2 separate regions of the Mus musculus genome follow, and region 1 is linked to region 2. The links are chromatin contacts, called in public promoter capture Hi-C maps. All regions are on one chromosome and are shown on one strand. The core of a region is the stretch at or near the end of the contact, and the rest is flanking DNA. Distances in the headings are between cores, read along the strand shown.

Region 1 (4,635 bases), core at 2,104-4,603, 100 kb before region 2:
GCCAGACTCTCTTTCCCTGATCTGCAACTTGTGTAAGTAACCACCAAATTTAGCCTGGTGCCTGTACTCAGATGATACGGTGCACCTACATGTAAAAAAGACTTCAGTGTAGCTTGATATTTTAGCATGGTACATTTAAGATCACAGGCTTCGGTTAGATTCCTCTTTATCCATGCTGATGAGAATGGAGCTCTGTACTTTATAGCATATTAGGTTCATACTTTAAATGCCAGCAAATTCTCCTTCCTATATCTCAAGTAGTTAAGAGCACATTTTGGGTGTTATCTACTCTAACTCTGGTATAGCTTCTGGGCTTACTTTCCTCTTTTACCTTATGGTTGGGGGAGTCTAGTACATCTGATAGGGTAAATTACTAATACTTTGGAAATTAACATTTGATCAATTTAAAAGAACACACCTTAGATATTCTGGGATGAAATTATAACTAAAGAGAAATCACTCCTAAGGATAGTGACTAGCTAAGGAGGATTTTATAAACCTAAGTACTCGAGACTCAGGTCCCTTGACACATTTCATTCTTCCCTTTCACACTTTCCAAAAAATTATATGCTTTCCTTTCCTTAACGTAGCTTAGAGACAGTGCTAGTTGAGTGAGCATTGGTGATGTTCTTATTTATAACTACAGATAATGTAGTACATGGTAGAATAGAACAGTAACTAAGAATTGAGGCTCTGCAACCCAGTTTCTCTTTCCTGCTCCATAACTTGACTTGTTACTTTCTGTGTTATATTTGTCTCGTCTGTTAAATATAAACATGGCAGTACTTACCTTACAATGCTGTGACAGTCCAATTATGTATACTAAATGAGTTAACCTTAGGCTGGTAAGCACTCACTGGTTTAAGCTTTTAGTCTCAATTTAGACACATCTATTTCATAAAAATAGCCTTATTCACTAATAATATTAGAAAAATTTCAAAAGCTAGGAACTATAGGAATTTCAGTGATAATATGTTAAAAGTAACATTTAGAATTGTAAAATATTGAAGAAATTATTTAGTAGATCATTGGTTCTTAATCAGTAACCTGCATCAGAATTGTTTACAAGGTATTTAAAGACAGTTTCCTGAGCTCTCCCTTTCACATCCACTAAGTCAGAATGGCCATGGGCAAGCCTATCATAGGCTTCCAATCAAGAACCAATGGAGTGTGTAAAGATTTTAGATTGTAGATGGGAATATTGAGACTCGAAGTAAATGCTCACAGAGTGCTCCCTAAAACAAGAGTCATTCAAGCATCCACATCACTTACCTCCTCTTTGCATAATCTCCCTCTGTATGTGCTTGCCTCATACACTGAGAGAATCTAATAGAGAAATGTGTCTCTCTTTCAACAAAACGAAAAGAGTAAGAAGCACTCTTATTTATTTATTTATTTATTTATTTTTATAGTAAGAATAGAGTGCATGGGGAAGGGAGTTAAGAGTGTAGTAGAGGCAGAGAAAGGGAGAGACGGACAGACAGAGACAGAAGGAGTGAGTAGAGTATGTAGAGGAGTAAAGAAGTAGAGTCGGCCATGAGCACATCATGGAGTGGGGGAGGGAGGAGAGGACAGAGCGTGTGTGTGTGTGTGTGTGTGTGTGTGTGTGTGCGTGCATGCGTGTATGTGTGTGGTGGTGGTGTCATTATGTATTCCACATTCTCCATCTTATTTTTTTTTCAGACAGTGTCTATCAGTGAACCTAGAACTTGCTGTTTGGCTAGCCTGACTGTTCAGCAAGCCTGTAGGATCCACCTATCTTAGTTCACCTAACCCCAGTGCTGGGGTTACAAATGTTATCAGCCATACTTGGGCTTTTGTCTTTGTGGGTGCTAGGGATAAAAATTCGGGTCTGCAGGCTTGTGCATCGGTCACTTCTACTGAGCCATCTTTACAGCCCCAGTAAGTATTTGTGATGGTTTGTATATACTCTGCCCAGGGAGTGGCACTATTAGAAGGTGTGGCCCTATTGGAGTAGGTTTGTTACCCTGGGTATGGGCTATAAGAACCTCATCCTAACTGCCTGGAGGCCAGTATTCTACTAGCAGCCTTCAGATGAAGATGTAGAACTCTCAGCTCCTCCTATACCGTGCCTGCCTGGATGCTGCCGTGTTCCTGCCTTGATGATAATGGACTGAACCTCTGAACCTGTAAGCCAGCGCCAATGAAATGTTGCCTTGGTCATGGTGTCTGTTCACAGCAGTAAAACCCTAAGTAAGACAGTACTTTTAATGGGCACTTTATTAGGCTTTAAAAGTAACATTTTCTATGTAATTCATGCTAGGACCCTTTAAAATAAGATTTAAAGTAAATTGTGTTGTGTTTTTCATGTGGGCATCAGCCTTTATCTCAGTACTTCCCGCCAGTTAGGACAAGAGGCACTGTGTGGTAGAAGGCTGCTTAGTTCATACTCAGATTGAGAGACTAACAAGTGTTCCACAGCTTACGTTAGTTGTGCTGAGGGTTACAGCTTTCGGAAATAAATGTGTAGTGCTTATAATTAAGTGGACTTTTTTATTTACAACTTTAAGGGATTTGTTTGCTTTATTTTTTAGCATAACCATTGTAAACTATTTTAGGATTTTCTAAAATAGTTGCTGGAAAAAAATTAATAGCTGTTAGGTTCTTGTGTAACTTTAATGATTGGTAAATTAAAAGACTAAAAACCGTGTTGAAAAGGAAGACTAAAAACTATGGTAAAGAAGAGGAAGAAAATTTAGGTTTTTTTATTTTATTTTATTTGTTTGTTTTGGTTGGTTTTTTTTGTTGTTTTGTTTTGTTTTTTGTTGTTTTGTTTTGTTTTTTGTTTTTGTTTTGTTTTCTCTATACAGAGAAAACAGGGTTTCTCTGTATAGCTCTGGCTGTCCTGGAACTCACTTTGTAGACCAGGCTGGCCTCTAACTCAGAAATCCGCCTGCCTTTGCCTCCAGAGTGCTGGGATTAAAGGCATGCGCCACCACGCCCACCTCTGGGCTTTTTGTTTTGTTTTGTTTTTAACTTTAAACTTTTTTAAAATTAGGTATTTTCTTCATTTACATTTCAAATGCTATCCCAAAAGTCCCCCATACCCTCCCTCCCCCGGTTTTTTTTTTTTAATTTTATAGAGTAGTGATATTATCTTTTAAAAATTCTGTTCTTAATCTATAGTATTAGTTACCTTTTGTTGATATAATAAAAGATTATGATTGAAGGAAACTGGGGGCAAGTAGAGGTGTTTGGCTTATAGTTTAAGAAATGTGAGTCTGCTCTTCCCAGTGTTCTCTTGTGGGTTAAAATGGTGGCCCATGTGGAGCCCAGGACTCTGGCTGCTGGGTGAAGCAGAGCACTGGAAGTTTGACAGTGCACACCGCATGCTGCCACCAGGTGGGTGTTAGGCTGTGAGAAGCCTCAGGACTCCGCTTTTGGGATGAGAAAGCACAGTCTATGGTCCCCGTGGACTGCCGGAGTTGGCTTGGACTCTTAGGCACCACAGAGCCGCTGGGTGCCACAGAAGAGCCTGTTCTGGGGTCCCTGGGCCTGCAAGGAGGCTGAGAATGACAAGTTCTCAAACTCTTGGGCACTGCAGATGCTGCTGGATGCCTCAGAGGAGCTGAGAATGGAGTGTCAGCCTGCAGGCTGGCTCTAGCCCAGGGCCAAAGGGAAAAGATGGGGAGGAGAGTGCCCTTGGCTTGTTCTGGCGAGCCTGAGGTTAAATACCTTTTGCAGGTAGGAGTGTCTAGGAAGGGGAGCTAAGAGGTAGTAGAGGCAGAGAAAGGCGGGGGGGGGGGGGGGGGGGGGGGGGGGAGGGAGAGGAAAGGAGAGGAGGAGAAGAGGAGAAGAAGAGAAAAGAGGCCGGCCATGGCCACATGGAGGGGGGAGGGGAGGGAGAGAGGGGAAGCAAGAGGGCAAGAGAGAGAGAGGCAAAACTAAGAGAGTAAGAGTAAGAGAGGGAGGAGGAGGAGGAAAACAGCCCCTTTTATAGTGGGCCAGGGGTACCTGGCTATTGCCAGGTAACTGTGGGGTGGAGTTGAAACAATACCAGGAGCTTGCTTGGAACATTGCCCTATACGACTGATGGCCACAGAATTATGGAGAGCTGAGACTTGTGTCAGGAGCCTGGTGTCTGGGGGTATGGCAAACACCTTCCATTCCTTGCAGGAACATCTGCCGAGTCTCCGGGCTTTAAATCGTCACACAGATACAGTAAGACCTTAGAAGTAAGTTCTTACTGGCAAACAGTTCCTTTCTTACTTGGAATGTGGTTCTTCGGCCTTTATCTTGATTCAGTGAGATCCTTGATAAATTCTGCTTTGTATTGTTTAGTCCAAATTACAAAATTGTTCCTAAGCTTTAGTTAAAAAAAAAAAAAAAATCCCTACATGAAGGTTGAGTGTGCCTTTTTACCAGCACTTAGAAGGCAGAGACACATGGATCTCTCTGAGTTTGAGACAGTTGCTCTGCATAGCTAGTTCCAAGTCAGCCAGGGCTACACAGTGAAACTTCTGTTTCAAAACAGACCACAACAAAATGCCCGTTGATAACCAGGTGCAGACTGTTAGACAGTTGGGAACATGGAACGAGAGTATTGTCCTCAGTGTGGGGTCATTGATTCAGCAGCAGCATCACCTCAAACTCTGTTGGAAATTCAGTCTCATG
Region 2 (4,755 bases), core at 214-2,713:
AGCAGGGGTAAAATATATATGTGTAGTAATCAGTAAACAAAACAAGTTTTAGAGACCACCCATTATGGTAGTACCCTTCTGGGACTACCCTGGCCTTGGTTTCTTAGAAAAGAATTTAGACATAATCATGTTAGTGTGTGAGTGCACACATATGTATACACACACACACACACACACACACACACACACACACTTTGTGGATGAAGAAATCCAGGCATCTGGGAGCCAAAGAGAATTGCCTAAGAGATGCACCCACACCAAAGTGGAGGGAGAACTTGGAAGCACGTTTTCTGCTTTTTTCAATTACTAATTTGGTTTCTTTCCACGACACCCTTAGAAAAAGTCTCTAGTCTAAGAGGCCACTGTGAACTAGGAAGTCACAGAGAAGGCAGCTTCCAAGATCCAGTGTTTCTTCTCTGGCCTCCCCAGCACCATCCAGACCCAGCAAACCACTGGCTAAAGGAAATGGAGGCCTGGGGGGGGGGGGAATGTGGGGGGGGGGCGGCGAGCACTTTCTGACCCAAGAATGTGAGGCTGGTATTTTCCCCCAGCATAAAATAGAGAAAAACTGGGAGTTGGCCTTCCCGCAGTCCCTGACGTGTCTTGGGCTGAAAGCCAAGTACTTAATCCTTTCTACCATGGCTCCCTCCTTGGAGAAACAGTTTTGATTCGTTTTTAAAGACAGGTTCTTGCTACGTCACCCAGGCTGGCCCTGAACTCACTGCGTACTTTGATTTCTTGATGGCTGACTATGAGTACTGAAAACTCCAACCCGGCAGCGTGTAGTGCTGTGTGCCTCTCCTTATAGAGTTAAACTCAGCCAGGCCTGCCCGAGAGAAACCCTAAACTGGCGCCACATTCCTGCTGGAACTCTGTCACAGTCTCAGCTCAAACTGGCCTCCAGATGGACAAGGTAAAGGTGGGGGCATGAGGGCGGAGGGCGGAGGGAAGTGAGATCAGGACCTTGTGGCAACAGAGAAGCCAGTGGACTGGAAAGCCGGCCAGTGGTTAAAGAGGTCAGAGCAGCCAGGCACCAGTGAGTTCACTTACCTAAGATCGCCACCGACAGACGGCCCAGGGGGTGGTCGCTGGCTCTGCTCACGGGGATCCACCTTGGGCCGCTCAGACCTCCCTCGCCCTCTCCAGTCCCAGGTAAGTGGTGGAGCAGGCTCTCGAGCAGGAAGTGGATGCTGTATGCAAATCTCTACGGAGAGGAAGCCTCTGCTCAGCCTCTCCCCGTGGGGCAGTGAATCAACCGCCAAGAAGTCACTTTATTTCTTAAAACAGAAACCTCTTGCGTTCACCAGAGAGAACCAGCAACCAATTAGGCTGCATCCTGCTTTTACCACCCAGATAAGAAACTGTGAGGAATGCCCCGGGCTTCTGGGTTACTGCAGCGCCTGAGAAGGTGTCTCCCGGAGACAGAACTTGCGGTCTTCACACTGCTTATTCTTGAGCAGCTTCAAACGAGCCTGGGCCTGATAATGGGAGGGAATATGAAGCAAGAACTTTTAACTGTGTTTTTTAACTCACCAAAACAGATTTGCTGCCTGTAACTATGGGGCAAAGGATTCACTGCCTACAGCCCTGTGCAGGACTGTATCACACACACACACACACACACACACACACACACACACACACACACACCTCTGACTTCTCATTTCACAATCTTTTGATTTGGGTTTTTGTTTGTTTTGCTTTTTTGTTTGTTTTTGTTTTCGAGACAGGGTTTCTCTGTGTAGCCCTGGCTGTCCTGGAACTCACTCTCTAGATCAGGCTGGCCTCGAACTCAGAAATCCCCCTGCCTCTGCCTCCTAACGCTGGGATTAAAGGCATGTGCCACCACTGCCTGGCTCTCATTTCACAATCTTAAGTTTATTTCTTTCTTTTCCCTTTGTTTATTCAGTACACTACAGAATTTATTGCACAGACAGGGATCCTGGAGGCAGAACAATGGCACCATGCTATGTGTGGGTAATATAAATCCAGGTTATTTCTAAAGCACTGGAGGGTGATGGGAGCCAGTCCGGGTGTGAACTCTCAGGCCACCAGCCAGCACTGATCGCAGCCACTGAACTTCCCCCCTCTACCATAGAAAGTGTCTCAGACTGAGCCAGTCCAGTCTCTCCACTCTTGCATAGGGAACATTGCCCAAAATGTCCTCAATCAGATTGCCCCAGGTCTGCCTAAGTATTACACTTAAAGTTGTACCACACATTATAAACAAAGGGAATGTGGCTTGTTTTTAAAACTTTATAATAAAGTGGTACACATTGTGGTGTGTTCTTACAATGAAGTACTACTTAGCTGTTAAAACAATGAAAATTTGTATTCATTTGTATTATTTGTACAAACATGGGAAGGTGGCTTTGAGAAATTATTTAATAAAACATTATTCTTGACAATATATATATATATATGTAGTGACAGAGAGAGAGAGGTGTCCCCAGCATGTAGGACACTGCTTATGACATTGTAGGCAGTCACTGTATACCTGTTGGATCATCACGTCAGAAATGGCTGTAGCTGAGCCTGGTAACACAGGCCTGATAGTCCCATATTTATTAGCTCAGCCTTGAACTTTCTGCCTCGAACATTATTATTAGATCTTAGGGGTTGGGGGAAAACAACACTCCTTGTGGAGTGGCTGAAACGAGGGTAATTGGGGAGGGGCAGCTGTCAGCATTGAAAGGAGAACAGGAAAGGAAGGCATGGAAGGGGTGGTAGAGGAGAGAAGATGAACTCATTTCTCATAGCTGTCCTTAAATGGGCTGAGATGAGCCTCAGAGTAGTTTCTGGAAACCTCTGCCTTTGGAACCCTTTCCATGAGGAGTCAGGACAGCCAGTCTCCACCCAATGAGAGCTGTGGCCTGGGGGAAAGGCAGCAAGCCTAAGGCTTGTCTGAGGTTGCTGGGCACCCCTCCTCTCTGAATCCATCCTGAGTTTGGGGAATGGGATAACAGCTCCTTGCTGAGAGCATCTGCTGGGCCCCTCCTGGAAAGCAGCCCAAGGATGTAAACTGTTTATAGAGAGTCTCCTGCGCCGAGAAACTTCTGTCTGCGCATGCCTGGCAAGCTTAGACTGAAAGGAATGACAGAGGCCATGCCTGAGGACTGGGACATCAACATCTCAGGTTCCCAGATGCTATCCACTGCTGTCTGGATGCTCGTGTGTAACCTCCAGGGAGCAGCTCTTTCCTGAGGACCTTTGCACACCTTTAACAACCTTTAACCTTTAACCTTTAACTTTCAAGCAGACCCGAGAGGTGCAGAAGCTGCCATTTGCGCTGTGCCTTCGAAGAACACAACACTCAAGAGACACCTGGTAGCTTCTAGAAGGGCACATAGCTAATTTGTGGAGCAGCCAGAGCTGTCTCGCTTGTAGTGTCTTTCCTCCCTCGGCTGCTTGGCTCTGGACTGTTTCCTACAAGTTTGAGTGCAGCTGAGGTACTTCCCTTTCTTTATACAATTCTTGACAACACTCAAGAGGGGAAGGAAGGAAGCAGTAAACAGGCATGGCCATGGCTGCCAGTCACTTGGGTCTGTGTTTACTGTGTTTACACATGGATCGCTGCTGTCAAAGTCAAAAGGAGCAGGTCGTGGTGTCAAGACATGGGCTAACCATCTCACGCTGAGTTAAAAAGTCCAGAAGTCATTCTGTAGACCAGGCTGGCCTTGAACTCAGAGATCCGCCTGCCTCTGCCTCTTAAGTGCTGGGAGTTCCAGGACAGCCAGGGCTACAGAGAAACCCTGTCTTGGAAAAAAAAAAAAAAACCAAAACCAAAACAAACAAACAAACAAAAAAATCCAGATGTAAAGGATTTATGTTTGCCAAGTTCTAGGGCTTGTTTTGGTTGCCTTTCTGTTGCTGTGAGAAGATACCATCACCAAGGCAACTCAGAAAAGAAAGTGTTTAGTTAGGCATTACTGTTTCAGAAAGTTAGACTATGTGGTGGTTTGAATGATCGGCCATAGGGAGTGGCAGTATTAAGATATATTGCCTTATTAGAGTTGGTGTGACCTTGTTGGAAGAAGTATGTCATATGTTACCGCCTCCTATGCTCAGGCTCTGCCCAGTATGGAAAAGACCCTCCTTGCTGCCTGCATAAATGAGTCTCCACCTGGCTGCCTTCAGATCAAGACGTAGAACTCTAGGCTCTCCAGCCCCAAGTCTACTTGCATGATGCAATTCTTCCATTGATGATAATGTACTGAACCTCTGAACCTATAAGTCAGCCTTGGATATACTGTCTCTTCACATCAATAAAACCCTAAGTTAGTACTAGGGACTAGGGTATTACTGTGATAGGCCTGATCATGCTTTTGTTTGGAAGAATGTGGATTTTGGGACTTTGGATTTTAAATGCAATGGAATGCTTTAAGTGGGACTTAATGGGCCATCCTTGTAGGAATATGAAAGACTTTGTTGCTGAGAGTTCTGCATCTTGTTCCAAAGGCAGACAGAAGACTGGCTAGGAAAAGGATCTTAAAGCTTGTGTGATCTTAAAGCTCACACTCACAATGACACACTTCCTCCAACAAGGCTACACCTACTCCAACAAGGCCAACTTCCTAATAGTGCCACTCCCTGGACCAAGCATATTCAAACCACCACAGAACTATAATTCAAAAATGGAGGGCACACCTGTGAGAGATTGAGAGATTTTTCTGATTAGTTGAAAGTCAGTGAGTTCACTTCTAGTCCAGAACTTTGAGGTAGGAAGATAAGCCTCTGATTCAGATTTTGAGATGG

What was found. Promoter capture Hi-C pulls out the DNA fragments that hold promoters and counts their contacts.
Region 1: a contact with region 2 is called in a promoter capture Hi-C map of embryonic stem cells, with 2.4 times the contacts expected there. The contact joins the enhancer-like site here to the promoter of Traf3ip2 in region 2. A contact is called at or near these places in 10 of 39 promoter capture datasets (the 3T3-L1 cell line, the C10 cell line, the HPC-7 cell line and 7 more), 1 of 15 datasets of contacts at CTCF or cohesin (the NIH/3T3 cell line), 12 of 484 Hi-C or Micro-C datasets (CD4 T cells, the HPC-7 cell line, MC3T3-E1-derived osteoblasts and 8 more), 4 of 115 datasets of contacts at active chromatin or transcription factors (the SCID.adh cell line, embryonic stem cells, hepatocytes and 1 more) and 4 of 9 other capture datasets (adipose tissue, liver, macrophages and 1 more).

Annotation. Positions count from the first base shown.
Region 1 is chr10:39,715,844-39,720,478 of GRCm38.p6, reverse strand. The region is part of intron 1 of E130307A14Rik (RIKEN cDNA E130307A14 gene); the gene reads left to right. Among named protein-coding and RNA genes, the nearest start is that of E130307A14Rik, 14 kb to the left of the region's middle. Within about 2 kb of position 3,353, at least 12 of the 459 cell types and tissues checked have an H3K27ac peak or open chromatin away from gene starts, as enhancers often do. A contact at or near this core is called in the SCID.adh cell line and embryonic stem cells, where this site is marked.
Region 2 is chr10:39,609,642-39,614,396 of GRCm38.p6, reverse strand. It overlaps Traf3ip2 (TRAF3 interacting protein 2), which reads right to left and starts at 1,463. Exons shown (of 9, transcript NM_134000.3): 1 at 1,051-1,463. It overlaps Gm16364 (predicted gene 16364), which reads left to right and starts at 715. Exons shown (of 6, transcript NR_152259.1): 1 at 715-913.